2 separate regions of the Gossypium hirsutum genome follow, and region 2 is linked to region 1. The links are chromatin contacts, called in public Hi-C maps. All regions are on one chromosome and are shown on one strand. Each heading gives the region's core, a stretch centred on a gene start, on an enhancer-like site or on the middle of the called end of the contact. The rest is flanking DNA. Distances are from core to core; before and after follow the strand shown.

Region 1 (5,178 bases), core at 2,011-4,510:
CCTCTATTCCATTACATTCAACCAAACAGTTGATTTGCTATTACACCTCTATTCCATTACACCTCTAATCCAATCCAATACACCTCTAATCCAATACAGCGAACCAAACGTGCTGTTAAGATGAAAAGCAGCCAAATCAAGTTGAATTACAAATGGGCTAAAATTATTAATTAAAAATAAAAATATATTTTTTTAAAATAATACAAATGTGTTAATATCTAATTATAAATATTTAATGATTATATTTAAATATTTAAAAAATATTCTATATATTTTAATTAAATTTTATAAATAAATAATATTTATTACTTAAAAATATTTAAAAATTATATTTAATATATTAAAATATTAAGATTAAGTTATAATAAATTATTTTTATATTCTTACTAAAATATAATAATATTAACTAATTTAAACATTATTTAAATGCACATTTGTTATTTGATAATATCATGTTTAAAATAAATATTTTATTTCTCAAAAGTACTTTTTGACAGCAATGCTAAATACTCAAATCTTAAACCAAACTTTTCAAACGCGTTTTTCTACAGTACTTTTTAAAAGTATTGCTAAATTAGCCTTAAGTGTCAAAAGTAAAAGGTTGTGCCCATGAATTTCACAATGACAGCATACAGGGACCAAGAAAATAAATAACCCTAACTTATATGAGAGTAACAACAAGATACCTTTAAAACCAATGTTATAATCCATCAAAATAAAAATGGCATCAATTTTCATTGTATACTCATTAGTGAGCACTGTATGTTATCCACTTCACTAAAAAAACATCATTCTTGCCAACACAACAATTAACTATAAATAACTCAAAATTATTTGAGAGATTTAGTAAAAAATAAATAAATGAAAAAAGATACTTTGAATTTATAAAATTTGCAAGTAAAATTCTGAAAGAAAAACAAGTATTAGTAATAATAAAAAGAAAGAAATTAAGATTTTTCTCCAAGTATCAGAATAAAAAATTTACCATAAAAAAGAATGCATAATGGAAGATGATTAGATAATAAGGATTTATACATAAATGTATTCATAAGGTTTTTGATTATGATAAGAGAAACTTAAATTTTAATTTATGTTACAAAGATATATTTTAAAATTTTCTTAAATTTATTTCTTCCTTTATCTAATTGGATTATAATCTAATATATATTAAAATTTTTTAAATTAGGATTTATAGATAAATATAGTTATAATGATTTTAACAAAAAAAATAAAGTTATAGATTATAATACATTTGATAACAAATTTATCTCTTAATATAGATTTTTTTTTGTCATCATCTCTTACAATTGTATATTTTATAAAAGAAATATGTTATAATCTCAAAATCAAAATTTTATATTTTTAAGGCTAATTTGATGATATACTTTTATTTGTCAAAATATTTTTTTATAATTTTTTATTAAACATCAAATTTGTTTTTATAAATTTTTATTTAATAATGAAAATTGATTACCTACCATATTGTTAACAAATTTAACATAGTTTGCTTTGCATGAGATGATTGATTGGATAAATTTATCTTCATTTTATAGCCAACAATACTTAAAAGTAATATTTAATGTAAAGAGTTTAGTATGAAGAAAAAAGAATATGAAATAATTTAAATGTAAAAAAGACAAGTATAGAAGATGAACAAAATTAAGAATAACAGTAAAGTAGTAATTTATTGAAAAATTCAATAAAAGATCAGAGTTATATTAAATGTAAATCATTTTTACCCATTTGCTAAATAATAATTTATACAACTTTTTAGTACCCATATTTCTATTTGCTGCTTCTTCTTCTTCTAATATTATAGTTAAGACAAATTTTCCATGTTATTTTGAAATAAAGAGCTTTGTAGTCATCAAGCTCTTGAATTAAAAATTTAATTTCTTCAATAAAAAATCAGGGTTTATCGATGGATCATGAAATCTACGATGAAGGGAATTTAGCTAATCGTTCGACTAAAAAAGTTCGTATTAGGGCGACGGAGGGAGTTCTAGACGTGATCATGGATCCAATTCTAGCTACAGGAAAACCCTTGTCTTGGAAAGATCGTTCGCTGGGTACTAGACTTCGGGCCGATGTACGAACAAAAACCATGAACAATGTCGATGGCAAAGATGATTTTGAACTGTCAGAAATTGACATTGTACGATCATCGATTAATGGGATCCTTTCAATTCACTTTTCTGAACAGGTGAATAAACTCCTCATCAAAGACATGGCGTGCACGGTGGTAATCAAGCTCCTCGGAAGGAGCATTGGATACTCAGCACTCTACAATAAGGTGTGCTCCCTTTAGAAACCGTCCCGGTCGTTTCGCTTAATGGACGTGGAAAACGACTACTTGGCAAAATTTCAAAGTATGGAGGACTTTGAGAAAGTACTATCCCAAGGACCATGGATTGTGTATGGGAAGTAACTCACGGTCCAACCCTGGATCGAGGATTTCAGCACTTCTCAACATTATCCAAGCACGGTCATGGCTTGGATTCGGCTCTGGGGTTTGCTTGGGCACATGTATAAGGGCAGAATCCTATGGGAAATAAGGGGTACGATAGGGTAGGTCACTAAGGGTGGGTTTAGCTTACTTTTTGTCTCACGCTACAGTATCACTACAGTATCTAATCTCACCGTCACCGCTATTTTTACACTAACCGCAAGTAAATGCACCGCCCATTCAAACTCACCCTAAGTTGGATTTCAACACTAATGTTGAGGTTTGGGAAAGATTTGCAAGGTTGACAGTCTATGTGAATTTGGAAAAGCATCTAATATCCCAAGTTTTGGTTAACGGGGCTCTCCAGCGGGTAGAATATGAATATTTACCCATTATATGCTTCTCGTGTGGCCATTACGGCTAAAAAAAGAGCTTTTCCCTAAGGAAGTTAATGGCCAAAAGAAATCGGGGGAAAGGGGATGCGATTGGCAAGAGTGAGCAAAGACCAAAACTAGACTCAAATATGGATGAACCGGTGGCAAAATCAATCACCTATGGCCATTGGATATCAGTGGAAAGGAAAGGTTGGAGATTGTTGAAGGTAGTGAAGGGGAATGACGACGAGGTTATGGGGACACCAAGCAACTCACGTTACCATGCACTAGAAACCCTAGTAGTAGGAGAGGGCGACCAAGAAGATCATTCTGGGTTGAAGGCTAAACCGGGCTACAAGGGGAATAGGCCAGTAGTATTGGCCCCAACAAAGGAAGTTAACCTATCTCTCATGGGCTTAAAACAACAGAAGGAGGGCAGAGGTAACATAGTAATTAAAGGGCAAGCGTCTTATGGGTCGACGGAAGGATGCAGGCCTAGGGCTAGCGCAAGCCAGCTGAAATTGGACTCTACTAAATTGGTCATCAAAAAGGAAGTTGGGGTTTCAAATGTGGGCTTCAGGCATCAATGGCCTGCTGTGGATAATCCTTTAGTTTTGGGTTTAGGGTCTCACAGGCCTGTTGAAGGGAAGGGGCCTAGTGGAGCATGGGGAGAGGGAAATGAAGGAGTTAGGCTTAGAAAAGGAGAGAAGGTTGGAGAAGGCCTGGATGGGCTACCTGCTAAGCTTAGGGTTCTAGAAATTTCTCACCTGGTGCAAGGTGGCGAAAATTTGAAGGAAGTGCGACTCACCGTCGATCTGTCAAAGTCTGAGGCAGGAAAAGAAAAAGTTTCGCACGCTGGTGGTCACCCACGTAGTCCAACAATGCTTGGGATATAGACAGACGAGGGGCTGTTCGAAGGAGCCCAAGATGGTGATGCCTCAAGGAGCAGTTCACAACCTTTTCCTCGTTCAGGGTTTGTTGGTCTGTAGGAAGTCACGGTTGCCTCGACGGAGGGCATCTTAGACCCAAGTAGGCACTCGATCGTCGTGTTTAAAGCGAACGTCTGACCTGGGGTTTTGGTAAGCACAAATAGCCCAGTAAAAATGGGGTTTAGCGTAGAAGTAGAGGGTTTAGCGCGGTTGTGGGGGAAGAAATAGTGGAAGTAAAAAAATGGATAATAAAAATAATAATAATTATGGTCGAAGGTTGAATATAACTATTAAGGATAGGGGAAGCCCCTTCAAGGCTTCCTATCCCAAAGTTTCTTTGATCGAATCTGTTTATAATATTGTTGACTTGTTGCAAAGTCAGTTCCAACAGTTCCAACAAGGACTATTAACGAAAATCTGTAAGGGTATGGCCACGATTTCAAAGGTTCAGGAAGGTGTATGAAAATAAGAGGAGGTATTTTTAGTAATTTAATTAATTATCAATGATGTCAAAACCATTTTTTTGAAAAATAACAAATTTAGGTTGTTGACTTTAAAAAATAAAAATTGGGAGTCGCCACAAATCTTTTATTAAGGTGTGATTGGATCACCTAAAAAAATGGCTTTGATCTACAAGTTTTAGAAAAATGGATCCGGGAGTCAGTTACGTTCGAGGAAGGATTAGCACCCTCGTAACGCCCAAAAATTGGTACCTAGTTAATTAATTAATGTCTTAATGTCGAAAATTTGAAAAATATAATCCTTAGCAAAAACTCTTAAACGTTACGTATTAAGACCCTTATCATTTCAGAGAAAGAAAATGCCACACCGAATGCGTTAGGGCACGACATTCTAATTTCCTCAAAATGAATTAGGCCAGAATACTTGTGTAATAAAAATTTAAAAGAATATTCATTTATTCAAGATTTAAGAAATCGCGGCCCAATACGTTAGGGCACAATTCCTCCAAAATCCCAAACTCGGAATATTTCCTTTATTATTTTTTAGAAAAAATCTTCATTTCGAGAAATCAATGCGTCACATCCAATATGTTAGGACACAACGTGTTGAATTCCTAATAATGAGTTCTTATTTTTTTGATTAAAGAGAAATGCTCGATTGTTAGATTTAACGAAGAAAATCGGAACCCAATACGTTAGGGCTCAATTTCCTTGAAAATCCTAAATACAAGCATTATCTCAATTTTGAAAATTTTGAAATCAAGTGAAAAATGATATGATGCTACATTAAATATACAATGCAATAATAAATATTACAATGACATAGAAATAATATGAATAAATGAATAAACAAAATCGATAACAATAATCCATGACATGCAAAATATTAAATGTAAACTCAATTATATAACGAAAGGAGGAAAGCCAACCAAATAAATGAAGAAAAGAATATATATAATATGAACATA
Region 2 (5,226 bases), core at 1,822-4,321, 150 kb after region 1:
ATCAGATCACTGATTTTTGGTTTGTTCAGTTCAAATCAAATAATTTATTAAAAAATTATAAAAAAAATTATAAATTTTATAAAATTCAATTCAATTTGTCAATTTGCATGTCAACTGCTTTTTTTCTTTGTTTCGGATCAATATACCATCTAGTTCGGTTCTGGAAACTGATTAAAAGATATAAATACCCTTATAATAATTTTTTTGTTTGTTGAAAAAAATAATATTTTAAACTTTTCCTAATTAAGTTGGTGTTCGATTGACTTGTGACACTAACTTAGTCAAGTACTTTTTTATATAATAAATAGATTATTACTTTATAACAAAGATAATGCATTGCAATCATTTCTTAATTGAATTGATGCTCGATTGACTTATAGCACTAACTTACTATATGAAAAAATAGATATCTTCGAAAGGAAATATATATGATATATATAGTTTACCTCTAGAAAAGAATGAAAAGAAAAGTAGTGGGTAGATTTTAGGGATTTTTTTCTTAAGTGTAACGAGTAGAGTATAATTATAGATACAAGTTCAAGTAACCATAAATATCAAACTATTACAAATGGATTGCTCAAGTAACCACCAACCAGAATCAAACTATTGCAACACAAACAAACTAAAAACTGAATACATTCTAGATTAAAGCCAACAAACTAGAACTAACTAAACTAAAACTCCATACATAATGTGACTCAAAAACTTGCACATATAGTTGTGCATGGTAAGTCTCAAAAAATGGGTACTTAAGACTCAAGATCTCCATTTTTGCCAACTGAGTAAAAACCTTATTGACAAGGAGGTTTCTTTTAATGGTTGTGGCAGAAAGGAGTATGTATTTTTTTAGATATATAAATTGAAAAATAAATACTAGCATTAATTAATTAGTAATATAGTTAAATAATTATTATTGTAATAGTAAATTATTTGCGTTGCTTAAATTTTGTTAATATCATTTATGTATTATCACTTTATCTATTTTTTATTATAAGAAAAAAACTAAAGGCATAATTGTCAAAAATACACTCAATGTTTATGGGTTTTTGGGCTTGAGCCCTTAACTTTTGTTTATTGACACCCTTAATATTACGATTTTTTCAAAAATAGAATGTACCTGCATCAGCTAGTACATGTGCGGCTCGATTCGTCTTCCTCATCACATATCTACCCATGGGAAGCTAAACAAAACCTCTGTGCAAACTCTATTAACTCTTCCACTGTCACCAAACATTCTAGGGTTTGAAATCTTATCTTCCTCAATGGCGGAGAAAGAGGAGTCGTCGGAGAACCATCGAGGCCAACCCACCAATTGAAGACATGGATCTCGAAAACCTTGACTCCTCTACCCAAAACCCTAATGCTAGAGACAATGCCAATGATGACTCCAAATCGAAGTGTGGGAGAGAGGAAGAAAACAAAGAAACCAAAGACGTTTCCAAAAAGCAGAAACTGGAGAAGTCCGTAGTGGAAGAAAGGTTGGAGAAGAAGTCAGATTCATTGGAATTTTTTGGGTTTCGCTGTTAGTTTTCATTGGTATTTATGATTTATTTGATGATCTATTTTATTTAGAAGAAAATTTGTATTTTTGTTTATACCAGTAGGATAGTAAAAGAATGTTTTTCTTTTTCTTTTTCTTTTTTAGTTTCGTTGTTAGTTTTCATTGGTTTTGCTGCACTCATAACAATTCTTTTTTATAAATGACGTCATCTATGATATCGTGCTTATGTGGCATGCCACATAGGTTATTTTGTTTACTTGCAGTTTGATTGGCGATCAACTCATGTTTACTGTTAAAATTGAGTTGATTTCTGAAAAAATCGTAACGTTTAGGGTGTCAATAAAAAAATGATTAAGGGCTCAAACCCAAAAACTCATAAATGTTGAGGGTATTTTCGACAATTATGACAAAACCAAAATCAAAACCAGAACAAGATTTGTTGCACAAAACTCGATCACATATTTGATTATTAATATTATGTATATATCTATACTATTATTAGGTCACTGACTCAATAGGTGTAATGAGTTAACCGGACATTGACTAAAGGAAAAACATAAAAATAATTCCAACCTCAACCTATGACACCAATGTCTTGAAAGTTCAACCAATGTCTCATAAGCTTTTTACATAAATTTTTGGCATTGATTAATTTTGCCCTCCAAATTTGCAAAAAAATTATTTTAGTTATCCATCGAAATTTTCACCTCTTTTAGCCCTTAAACATGCATTGTTTGTCAAATCATCTCAAAATAGATGAAAAAATTAGCGTTTGTTAGTTTTGCTAACGTGACATTCATGTGGTAGTCCATGTGTATGCCCATTAGCAATTAATTAATTTTTTAAAATAAAAAATAAAAATAATATTTTATGCTTTTAAACACTTTAAATTTTTTTTAGAAATATTCTTTATAAATTTTTTTTAATTTTTTAAATTTTAAAAAATTAATTAATTACTGCAATGACATCCATATGGAAAATCCACAATAAAGTTAATAGACGTTAAATTTTTTTATCTATTATGGGATGATTTGACAAACAATATAAGTTTAGAAGTTAAAAAAAAATAAAAATTTAAATAGAAAGCTAAAATGACGTCTTTTATAAAATTGAAAGGCCAAATAAATCATTTTACAACTGCAATTGTGCCATAATAATATAAAATATATTTACACATTATTAGTGAATAAAATTAATAAAAAGTTAATATAAATCATTGTTGATAAAGAAAGATATTTTATTTCCTTCATTATCTTGAGATAATTTTGAAGATAATTAATACAACTAGATTAGTACCTAAATTAATTTTTATTATAATCAATATACTTTAGATATTGTGATTAAACAATAAAAAGAATTCAGTATGACAATATTTATCTAAATAATTAAATAGAATTATAAAGTAAATGAAATCACATTATATTTCCACCATATAACAGTATCCATAAGCTCGTCCCTATTGTCCTTGTGAAAACAACAATCCTCTCCACCACTCGAAGCCAAAAAAAAAAAAAAAGCCAAAGGGGGCCATCAAAGGATGTGAAAAAGCAAAGAAAGTAAAAAAAAAAAAATGGGGTTTGCAGCAGCCAACGGCAAAGAAAGCAAAGGCATGGGTTTACTCTTGGTGTTCTTCCATGGCGACCAAAACAAAATCACTAATTCTTCCGTTGATAACCAAACCACCACCACCACGACGCCACCGTCAACAAGATTTGTTCGAAGAACAGCTTCTTCCAGTCTCCTTTTCTCTAAAGCTCAATCCACTATTTCCATTTGCCTTGTTTTGGTTTTCCTCACGATTCTTCTCTTCACTCTCTCTACTTTTGAACCTTCCATTTCCACCCCATCTTTTATTCCTTCTCTCACCATTAAAAACTCTCGTCGGTTCTTATCTCAAAAGACCCAATTTCCTCCTCCTCCTCCTTTGAAATGGTTTTTCCCCATGTGGGATTATAACAAACCAGTTAATGTTAAGCAAAACCCTGGGGTTTTGCCATCTTCGTTTGCTTTACAAAGGATGGGAACTTTGTACAGACGTGGGACGAAAGCCATGCACGATCTTATTGTCAGCCATGTTGTTGAAGATGTGACCGAAGATGAACTCAGGCTTTTCTTACGAGTCTTGCATAGGTCTGGTATTACTTCGAAAGCCGACATTGTTTTTCTTTTTGGGTCTTCGTCTTCGAGATTTAACCTTGTTATTCATGAAGAGAACGACTCGTTCTTCAATCTTATTCAACACTATAAAGCTTCCAATAACAAGGGTTCTCGTGACTCGGTCTTTAGTTTCGAGTCGGCCCAGTTTTGGAAATCTGGGAAAAAAGATGTTGGGGAGACTATTTGGGGAAAGAAGGGTCGAGGGAATTCCGGCGATTCAACTGAAGCTGAAGGTGAGTCAACTCGGTTGACTTACGGCTCGGTAGTGGGATTCGATGTGAACGAGTTGGATCCAGAGAACTCGCTGGCTGGGTTTTTAGATCACGTTCCGATGAGTTTTAGAAGATGGGCTTGTTATCCGATGTTATTAGGGAGAATCAGGCGAAATTTTAAGCATATAACGTTAGTGGATGTTAAAAGTATGATGTTACTGAGTGACCCACTCGGCCGTGTCAGGAATCGGAGTCCCGAATCGGTTTATTTGTTAACAAAGGAAAGCAGCACCGGTGGGAAGCACAGCAAGAGGAACTCGGATAAAACTCAGTCCCATTTGCAAGTCAACTCAGCGATTCTGATGGGTGGAGCTAGAGGGATTCGGAGACTAGCCAATGCAATGTTGACGGAGATCGTCAGAGCTACAATGCAGCATAAGAAGAAGAAGAACTCGATATCGGAGTCAGAAATCTTGAGTCAACTCGTCGGGAACGGGTATTTACTGAAGAATGTGGATTTGATCACATCGACGGAGTCAATTCAGGAAGCGAGTTCACTCATGAGTTCGAGCTCCAACTCAACTGCAGAATATTCAATAATCCAACGCGGTAATAGCAGTCATGATCTTAGTTCCATAATTATGAAGCTAATATGTTTATGTGAAACAAATTCTTATGTTTATAGGGATTGTTAGTAAAGGAAAAAAATTTAATTAGTGTTTAGAAAATAAAAAAGGAATTATAATTTTGTTATTTTTTATAGTAAAATTTTGATTTTGATGTATAAATCTTTTTAGATTATAGGGATTTCTTAGCCAAAGAACAAATAAACAAGTTTTCTGTTTCTCTTCTTTTGTTTCTCTAATTAATCAATGTATAATTATTTGTTTAGTGGTTACAAAGCGAGTTATCGACCGAATCACTTGAGTCTAATTTTCTCTATTTTTAAACACTAATCCGATTATGAAGTAGAATAATTGTTGTAGATTTGTAAAATAATTAAATGAGACAAATATCAAATGTACATTAATTTTAAATTTGTGCAATTATACACTTGAAACTTGAATTATAGTTAATATGTATACATAAAACTTCAATTTTAATTCAGTTGTACACATTTAAATAATTGAATGCAAACATTTATTTTCATATTTGATTAATGTATTATTCGTATATGAAATATATTAATATAAAATCGTGCTTATTCCATAAGATTGCTACTGATTTGTGAATTTTAATAAAATTAAAATTTAATGTATAAAATTAAATTTTATATATAACATTGCACATTACATAGAAATTTATTATAGCTTTGGTTAGGGGGATTGACAAGGCCTTGACCCCCTAAAATAAATT

Evidence for each region. A called contact is a pair of places that touch in the nucleus more often than the background predicts.
Region 2: a contact with region 1 is called in a Hi-C map of leaf, with 2.2 times the contacts expected there. The contact joins the promoter of LOC107920988 here to the enhancer-like site in region 1. A contact is called at or near these places in 4 of 34 Hi-C or Micro-C datasets (callus and leaf).

The regions. Positions count from the first base shown.
Region 1 is chrD01:27,495,546-27,500,723 of Gossypium_hirsutum_v2.1, forward strand. No RefSeq gene overlaps it. Among protein-coding and RNA genes, the nearest start is that of LOC121213572, 5.5 kb to the left of the region's middle. Within about 2 kb of position 3,261, at least 9 of the 9 cell types and tissues checked have an H3K27ac peak or open chromatin away from gene starts, as enhancers often do. A contact at or near this core is called in leaf, where this site is marked.
Region 2 is chrD01:27,643,971-27,649,196 of Gossypium_hirsutum_v2.1, forward strand. It overlaps LOC107920988, which reads left to right and starts at 3,072. Exons shown (of 1, transcript XM_016850835.2): 1 at 3,072-4,565. The coding sequence starts at 3,072. The coding sequence ends at 4,565.